2 separate regions of the Zea mays genome follow, and region 2 is linked to region 1. A link is a contact called in public Hi-C data. All regions are on one chromosome and are shown on one strand. Each heading gives the region's core, a stretch centred on a gene start, on an enhancer-like site or on the middle of the called end of the contact. The rest is flanking DNA. Distances are from core to core; before and after follow the strand shown. Region 1 has its middle 77 kb from the start of LOC103650093. Region 2 has its middle 54 kb from the start of LOC103650097.

What was found. A called contact is a pair of places that touch in the nucleus more often than the background predicts.
Region 2: a Hi-C map of tassel shows a contact between it and region 1, with 4 times the contacts expected there. The contact joins two enhancer-like sites. A contact is called at or near these places in 2 of 25 Hi-C or Micro-C datasets (ear and tassel).

The regions. Positions count from the first base shown.
Region 1 is chr3:53,495,096-53,500,063 of Zm-B73-REFERENCE-NAM-5.0, forward strand. No RefSeq gene overlaps it. Among protein-coding and RNA genes, the nearest start is that of LOC103650093, 77 kb to the left of the region's middle. Within about 2 kb of position 3,101, at least 20 of the 20 cell types and tissues checked have an H3K27ac peak or open chromatin away from gene starts, as enhancers often do. A contact at or near this core is called in ear and tassel, where this site is marked.
Region 2 is chr3:54,226,672-54,231,639 of Zm-B73-REFERENCE-NAM-5.0, forward strand. It overlaps the pseudogene LOC103650098. Among protein-coding and RNA genes, the nearest start is that of LOC103650097, 54 kb to the left of the region's middle. Within about 2 kb of position 3,005, at least 12 of the 20 cell types and tissues checked have an H3K27ac peak or open chromatin away from gene starts, as enhancers often do. A contact at or near this core is called in ear and tassel, where this site is marked.

The DNA of each region.
Region 1 (4,968 bases), core at 1,851-4,350:
CCAGGTCACTCGAGAATTCTCAAACTTTGACCAATCGTCTCTCCATGCTATCACACTAGGTCCGTCATTTCACCTACAACAATACAAACAATTATGAAACAAATTCAGTCATGTAATAAAAAAGAACTACAAACATAAAAAGAACTAATTACTATCAATTATAATATAAATAATAAACATAAAACAAATCTAAACTACATATCAAATTATGCTCTAAATCAATATAAATAACAACTATGAATTAAATGTGTGAGACACGAAATACCCTAACGCCCCGTTTGGATCACTGGAATTGAATTCCATTCTAATAATAGTAATTTAGGCATATATCAATTAAGCTAATTCATTTTTATACAAAATATATTTGCATACTATTATTAGCAAGATGTCCTAGATATTTATGTGCTACATTTTTATTATAGAGGAGTAGAACGAAGAGTGTCATGTAAGTTACAGATTAGAAACAAATTCTAATCATGCATAAAATCATTTCCTATCCTCCACCCTATGAATTTGAGATAACCTTATATCTGAACTTTGGAAAGTGGTGGAATGCCAAATTCCAAACTAAATAAGTTACTTTATTGAGTGAATTCCAATTCCTTTAAAACGAAGGGATCCAAACGCCCCGTAATAGTTAACAGTTGAGGGCTCCTTGTCTGCATAGTGATTAAGACCGCAAATCCCACTCAGTAAGCACGCTAATCGACCAAATCCTCCCAGAAGCATTGGTTTTCGACAGCTAACTGACGCTTCTCGCTGCGTTATTACCGGATTTCGCTAACGATTCCATGGTTCCCGTCGCAAACTTGTCGAATCCCACCGTCGTTGCTGGATCTGCGGTTTCTGATGGATTCTCGACGAGAAATGACAGCTACCCCGGGATCTCGTCAGCTCGCGAGTGAGAATGTGCGCGGCGCGCGCCTGAGAAGAGAGTGTGGGTGGGGAAAGTGCGTGAATGAGCAGAGAGGGTGAGAAAAGATGGGTGACTTGGTGATTGAATATCCATTCAAAAATTAGGTTCCAGTTTAACGGGTGGATGAGCACCGAATTTTTTTTTTGACACCAGATGATATTTTTTAAAAATATATATATACACATTTAAACCGCTGCGACCCTCTAGGTTTTAATAGATTTTTTCCCTTATTTCTTATGATTTTTTTCCCTTATTTCTTATGATATACAGTCGAATGACGTTGGTCGCTTCTCATCTCGTGCTGTGAATGAGGTGCTCCATAATCTAAATCTTGGGAGGCATGGGTGAACTGACTATCTCTAGTGAATCTTAGTCCACAGTACCACTCCCTCCTACATAGCTACCCCCAACACCATATATTCCAGCATCACCCGCACCATCCCCATGGCTACCATCATCGTTGTTGCCACCATCACCTTCACTAGGGTTATTTGTGCTTTCTTCAGTCCCAACCTCTTCATCTTCGCATTTTTATCAGCAAATTTGACCCTTTTTCCTTTGCGTTATGAAGGACCAATTTTTGTTTTCCTCTTTCCAAGGTGGGTGTCACCAACTGTTGTATTGGCCTATTCCTGAACATCCTTTTGTGTCTCCATGTTCACGAGCAATTGATGTAAACAACTTGTTAGGAACATGTGTGTCACTATTAGAGAGAGATGACTCCTCATGTAATGTTGGAGGTGCATTGGATCTCCCTCTCTCCATCCACTCTCGGATAGCTTCATTATGTCTATGTAAGGAGAGATCCATGAGGGCCAAGGCAGGATCCAACTCACTAGGCTTTGGCGTAGCTGATGCACGTTGAATGAGTAGACATAGGTTGTAGTTCACGAACACCAACTCATGTAGATTCTGGTAGCCTAGTTTGTTGCGGAGCTTTATATGAATGAAAGTGAATGTACTCCAATTGCGCTCACACCCACTTGATGAAGCACATTGTGCAAGAAGCCGCTTCACAACACGTTGTAGAGTCGTGTTTCTGACTCAAACATAGCCCACCAAGTAGATGGAGACGTATTGCAATCAGTTGTCATTCTCCTTGCCAGGTCACTCGAGAATTCTCCAACTTTGACCATTCTTCTCTCCATGTCATCACACAAGGTCTGTCCTTTCACCTACAACAATACAAACAACTATGAAACAAATTCAGTCATGTAATAAAAAAAGAGCCACAAACATAAAAACAACTCATTACTATCAATTGTAATACAAATAATAAACGTAAAACAAATATGAACTACACATCGATTATGCTCTAAATCAATATAAATAACAACGATGAATTACATGTGTGAGACACGAAATACCCTAATAGTTAACAGTTGAGGGCTCCTTTTCTGCATAGTGATTAAGACCACAAATCCCACTCAGTAAGCACGCTAATCGACCAAATCCTCCCAAAAGCATTGGTTTTCGACAGCTAACTGACGCTTCTCGCCGCATTATTACCGGATATCGCTGACGAATCCATGGTTCCCGTCGCAAACTTGTCGAATCCCACCGTCGTTGCTGGATCTGCGGTTTCTGATGGATTCTCAACGAGAAATGACAGCTACCCCGGATCTTGTCAGCTCGCAAGTGAGAATGTGGGCGACGCTCGCCTGAGCAGAGAGTGTGCGTGTGGAAAGTGCGTGAATGAGCAGAGAGGGTGAGATGGGTGACTTGGTGAGTGAATAGCCATTCAAAAAATAGGTTCCAGTTTAACGGGTGAATGAGCACCGAATTTTTTTTTTGACACCAGATGATGTTTTTTTAAAAAATAATATACACATTTAAACCGCTGCGACCCTCTAGGTTTTAATAGATTGTTTCCTTATTTATTATGATTTTTTAAAAGTTAAAAATGTGAAAGTATTTTTTTTTTTTGAAAAAAAAAGAGAGAACGGTTTACGATCACAGTGGGAACGAGAAATTTGGGTGAATTTCACCGGATCTCGGTCGAGATTTATTTCACTGGGTAGACTGCACTGATTAACAGCTTTATTTTATTTTTTTAAGTACGGGGCAGTGAACATGCGTGGATTTCTGTTAAACTGGATCGTAAGGAAACCGTAATGATATCGGGGTTGACAATGGAGAGCGCAGATGAGCATGGGGCGCAGGGATGTGACACCACTCCGCTCCCGCGTCGTCCCTTCCTTTTTCTTTCCTCTCCTGCAACGCACAGCCATGCGTCACGACGCACAGCATGTCAGTCGCGTCCGACGTCGCGTCAGCGGCCGATGACCAATGTTTGCCTCACACACCACTTGATAGATCTCTCAAAGATTAGCGAAGCCATCGGGGACAGACAGGTTAGCAGAGCACCAGGGCAAATACGTACAGTGTAGCAGCAGTACGTATCAATGAAATAGGAAAAAAATGAAGAGCGAGCAACCGAGCATGAACCACTCACAGGTTCTGATTGTGACGAGGTTTCCTTTTCCTGAACAATAGCTTCCATGGCAGTTAACGGAAATCGCGTTGATCTGCCGAGGCAACGGAGGGAGAGCCCACTGGCACCAGCAGCCAGCACATGGGCAACATTTGAGCGCGACGCGTTGGAAACCAATAACGTCCGTCCTCGCAGCGGCAGTGCCCATCTGTCTGTCTCTGTCCCCAGCGAGCGACAGACAGGTGATGGATGCGACGCGACGGGTGGGTGACACGGGCCATCGACCATCAGCTGCGGATACGGTCGCGGCCCGTGGGCCGAGCGGGCTTCCAGGCCTTTCTACTTCTACCAGGGCGAGACGAACGCGTGCGCGGAAGGCCAGGTCCCCAGGAGGACCCGAGCGCGTACTACGGCCGGGGGTGCGTGCCGGTGCCGATGCCGATGCCGATGCCGAGCGCCGGGCGCGCGGTTCCAGTCGCCAGATGCTTGCTTTGCCTTGTCTCGACCGCCCACCCACCCGGAGTGCCATGAAATGGCTGGCGTATCCCGTCCGCAGTCTACGTGGGGAGGAGAGAGACCCGAGGTCCTGATCGCCGGTATCCGTGTTGCTTGCTGCTCCCTCTCTTCGCCGTAGCCATCACGTACGTAGTACAGTACTACTTCCGTCTCCGCCCATCGAGGCATGTGGGCTCGTGATGGACAGACAGCACTACCAACGGCGCCAGCGCCACCCAGCAAGAGACTGCGGCGGGCCGTACGTGCTCTGTTTTCAATAGTTGAGCTAGTAGTACGTATTAAAACATTCTTTTTATTAGAATTTGATTTATTTAGAGATTGGGATCACTCACTCAGTTGTCCCCGGCCGCCAGTTGCTTAACCCACAACCGATTCCATTTCACGCAAGTGCACATCTTAAAGGTCTACGCCGGCAACTATATCATCACTTATACTGTAACGAAAGGGGATCGTTTTAACTTTGACGAACGAAAGGCATGCAGGCCAAATCATTTTGCTGGCGACAAGAACCTTTATTTAGCTTGTTGGTGTCCCTCCTAACAGGCTAACAGATAAAAGCCCCCCATCTATCTAGCCGGCCCCCAACCCAAAAAGTCCCCCCCTCCGGTGCCGGTACCAACCTCTGCCTGCCGCCGGCGTCTCCCCGAGGACAAGCGATGGAGGAAGGCAGGCACGCAAGGTCAGGTCTGGATTGTGGTCTGTGCGCCACGCACTGTGTTCACTTCACTCACATACAGATGCAGCAAGAGAGAGACAGAGAGAGATCAGATAGGAGGGACCGATCCAATCCGATGCAAAACACGAGGGCGCCTGCTGCTGGCATGGAGCCAAAGCGCTGGCATTGAATATGTGCACGAATTCGTGTGTCGTGGGCGTTCCCGAGGCGCCCTTGAGAACGCAAACCGCGTCTCGAGTCTCACCATCCACGCGCATAAACAACTGTGAAAGCCCCCCAGGCGCTGCTGCGCTCACGAGCCTAGGAGGTGGTAGATGGAGGCCTTCGAGAGCCGCGACCTCTCTCTCCTCCTGCCCTACGCCTCCAAATCCCAACAAAAATTTTAGAGCGGTCCTTTCCAAGAGAGAAAAAAATATGTGTTCATCA
Region 2 (4,968 bases), core at 1,755-4,254, 730 kb after region 1:
AAACAGATTCAGTCAATTGTCTTATCAGATGTTTTAGAACTTATAAATGGCAGAATTTAAGTATCCATTGAATATCAAAGTTGTAGAGTATTTTGTGTAGATACTCCTAGAGTATTTGTTTGATATCATTACTGTTATAATTTTAAAGATACAAAATTAACAAACAGCGTTGCTGCTGTTTTGCATGTTGTTCAGGGTGGGAGTCTTTCCACCGGGTCTTGGTTTCAAGTATAGGAGCGATTTGTTGATTGTTGGCAAATGTTTGTGAAATATTTGTACTAAGTTTTATGCCCGCTAACAGGTGGCTACACTCCAGTCATGCCTAGTACATTTTTCGTCTTCGATGAAGGCAAGTGAATGTAGCGGTGGTTGCTACCGTTTTGACCTGTTATTTCTATCGCCTACACTTTAATATTCAGAATTATTGGATTCTTTCATAATTGCACTCTATGATGATGTTTTACTTGATTGTATTATATTGATGCCCTATCATATATGGATGATGATTATGGTTCGAGTATGACCCATGAGATTAATTTACACCCCTGAAGAAAGATGAAGTATTATTTGAGATTTGTATTGTATCTAAAGGAAGTGAAGTATATTGATAAATGCAGCATGCCATATGCATTGCATGATTCATTTGCATATGAAGTTTGGTCGTGACCTATGGTCCAACCGTACCGGTACAACTTAGCATCGTACGTTGCCCGAGGAGGGATACGATGCGGCTTCATACCCTTAGAGGTATGAAGGCAGAGGTCATATGCATTGCATTCATATGCATTCATTGAAGTGATATTAGCAGATGATGTGGTTTTTATACTCTCAAAGGTATGAGGGAAGAGGATCTACACATTGCATTCCTATGCATACATTGAAGTGATATCTGCAGGTATTGTTGACGCAGGGAAGTGTTATACAACCTATTGTGGTTGTTCGAGAAAATGAGATGGTATTAGTTATATTGGGACCATTGAGTTCTATATCTATAAGTATTTCTGATCTCAATTGTGATTCTTTTAAAATGTTGTTTAATTCAATTTGTGGTTTAAATATCTCGTCAAACAATTTGCTTGCTGAGATGTATCATCTCACTCTTGCATTACTTAATGCAGGTACTTGATTCATGTTGGGAATGAAAGAAGTAGCAGCACGTCCGCCTTCACTATTATAATAACGCTGCCCAGTTGCAGCCATGATTTAATTAGAAACTCGATGTCAAATGATTTTTGTTTTTTCTAATCGTCGGCAATGGTTAATTCAGTTCATGTCGTTATGTTTAACTTCCCTTTGCTAGCAGATTAATAATGCTTAGTATGTTTTTTGTTATGATATATGTTTATACACTGTTGCTCCTCGTTTATACAATTTTTCAAAGGAGATGCTACCGAAATTTTATATATGAATGTCAGATGTGTAGTTCAGTAGCATTCCGGGGTGTTTGTGGACCCCAGGGTATTACACTTATTTTCGGCTATTTTTCTGGCGACCAAAGACCGTCGAAAATAGGCTTAAAGCCGCCGAAAATAAGCTATTTTCGGCAGCGAAGACCCTATTTTCGGCGGCCTCTAGCCACCGAAAATGACTGTACCTGCCGTAGTGCTAGTTTTTTGTCACCAAAATACAGCATGTGAGGCTATCCGGTTTAACATTCTTTACTTTCATCTCCTCAGGATGATAGTGGTAATCTGAACTGTTAGGACAAATATAATATTTTAAAATATATATGTATAAAATTTGATGTTAATCTTTTCATATATTATCAAGCACATTATTACAAATAAGAATAAAATATTAAATAAATATTTTATGTATTATTTGTTCCCTACAACAAAAAAAATTTGAAAAAATTATCGAATTTATTTTCGAATCCATACCGAATTTTATATATATCATTTGAGAAAATATATGATGAATTTGAGGTTTGCCTTTTATAAATCTTTATAAGCTAAATGTTAAAAACAAGAATACAAAATTTATATAGTAGATTCTATATCCTATTTATTCGTAATCAAAGAAAAATGACAAAAAAACCGATTACCGAATAAATACCGTTTTCATCTTTCTCCTCGAAGAGACTATCAACCTTCCTATGCTGGTCTGACTTCATGTAAAGAGGCATCAGATTATTGTTGGTCTATGTTCATCCATCTGGCTGTAGAGATCTGTTGCTTTGTCTTCCTTGTTCCTGAGAAATAACAAATATGAAAGGCGCCGTAAGTTCGATGATTCTTGGCTGATAAGGGAGGTTAGCAAAATAATTCTCAGCTGCCTCAAGGCCACACTTGAGATCCAGACGTATTGCATGGTTAGTGTGTGACATGTTCATACCCCTCGCACTGACCATCCAATCAATCAATTGCATGAAAACAATGCCACATTATAGATGAAGTAATACCAACCAATCAACCATAACTTAAGCATTAATAGCAGATGTAAAAAGAAGAGCAATTGCACATTTCCCACTACTTTAACTTGAGTTTGACACTCAATAATGTTATCAAATTATCTGATGAATCCTGGTCGCTAAGGCACCAACCAGATGATTGGATGTGATTACTCATCGACTAGCTCGATTAATCGAGCTTAGTTGTCCTGCATATTACCAGGTCTGATATGATATTAGCAGCAACAAATTAAAGCTAGAAAAGATTAATTGCAGATCAGAGATTAAAGCAGAACAGATGTAGCAAGATGGAAAAAGATTGGAGGACATGAACTCCATCTTCAGGAAGGAGGAAGGGACCTGGCAGCAGAATCTTTTAGCACTTGGCTGCTGCAGTGGTTGAGGAATGCGTGGTGCATGAGGAAGGATGTCTGACAAAGGCAGCAACATGAGCTGGTGGCAGGCTGAGGAAGGCATCTGACAGAGGCTGCAAGGAAAGCGGACAACAAAGTGGCAGCTGTGTGACAATGCGAACTCGAAGAGACAAGAGCACTCCTGCAGTCCTGCCTGGCGTCCGGCATACCTCCCGTGATCCCGTCCCGTGGCATGTATAGGCCTAGCCTTAATGGGCCAAATTGGCAGGCCAAAATCTCTACCTCGCTAGCCCACGTGCACAGGACCACTTGTTGGAATTTCATGCATTGTGTTGTGCCCCCCTGAATCAGTGACTGTGAGTGCATTTTCACAGACTCAAATTATGTGTTGCATCCTTCAGAATGCCCAGTGTTTGTGTTTGTTTTGGTCTTTTGTTCTTTCTGGCTATACACATACTCATAACTCATTCAGTCTTCAGAGTTCAGAGCCACTACGATCTGTACCATGGAGATATGGCCATTGATCGGCTAAGGAGAGAAGAGTAGTTGGCGACGAGAGGGCAATAATAAAGAATTGAGGAGCAGGAGAGAGAGAGAGTCGAACTCCGTCAGATTATCGGGATCATCTGATTATCTGTGATTTGCTCACGTCTGCGTTTTGATCTCGGTATGGGCAACGCAGGTGGTGACAATGTGTCAATTGCACCCACACTGCCTCGCGCCAATTGCCTATTTATCTTGCCATCCAACACATCTACCGTCCATCACAGAAACTGAAGTTTTTTTTCCAAGGGCATACCTAAAGCTCCTCTTACCGTGTATGACGCAGGACAGAATTTCACATGGGGCTAAACAAAATTACAAAACAACTTGACATTTGAGATATGGGATATAAAGGAGAGAATATTTTATGAGACTTTAAAAGATGGATATAGAGAATGTATATAAATGGTGTTGGTGGAGATAGTATTAGTAGACTGTGGAGTTACACTGTAGGTACAACTGTAGTTTTAGCCCCACATACTTGCTATTTTTTTTCCAATTTTGTAGTATATTCGGTGTACATATAAAGACAAAAAATGAGGTGAGGTTATGACCTACTTTGTCCCATTATTGGATCCACCACTTTGGGGAGCTATAGAGCGATTTCCTCTAACGTTTTTTCTATAGCTCTCCTGGAAGGCATGAATATCTTTGTCTACATAGAGGAAGCACTATGCTCCTCATATAAGTTAATTAATATATTTTAATCCTACCTAAGCCCTATGATATGAATAATGTCTATTATGGTACTACAAATATTATATAATTTTTTTTAAAAAAAATCAAAAAGTAATAAATGTGTGTTAACTAATTGAGTTTCAATATACAAAGGGAGCTGCATAGAATGAATGGTTAGAGTTAGAGACAAATCGTATGTAGGAAAAAAATCTTTTAAGGGTAATAAAATATATTACAAGGTACAAATATGACCATCTCAAACGGTTCACACCATTTAACTCACCCTTCTCCAACCATTCTGCCACCACTACCATCCTTTTATAATATATATTTTTAATTCATGATACGTTGTACTCGTACATGTAATCATCAGCTGTGCGTCGTATACGTCGTATGAATAGTAGAAAATATTGTATTAGGTATAGGTTTGTACCGTTCTTTGCAGAGTGCTTTTTTTAACACTAGGCAAAGACAATTTAAAAATCACATTTTAAAGCAGTAAATTAATTCAAATGAAAAAGTTTTTAACTACAAATTTGTATAACTCATCATGATGTACAATTTATATTTTGAACATTTATTCATATAGCAAAATAAAAATAAATTTGTTCATAAAACCTATATCTCTCTCGTAGTTTATGAAACTACGAGAGAGATGTATTAGATTTGTGTATATTGTTAGAACCATCATGTGAGATGAACAAATAATCAAACAACCAAAATAAACTTTTTAGATTTTGAGAAGTTATAGAATTTTATAGTTGACAACTTTTTCATTTGAAGTCATCTTGTTAACTAAAACTACGTTTGAATTTAAAAAAAAATTAATATTTGAATTTTGAAAACGACCTCGAAAGAAAAAACCACCAACATGAAAGTTGTAGGTATTGAAGAGTTATGAAACTTTGTAGTTGACAGTGTTTTGGTTTGAAATCATCTTGTCATGCAAAACTATGTTTGAATTTTAAAATTTGAATTTTTGAA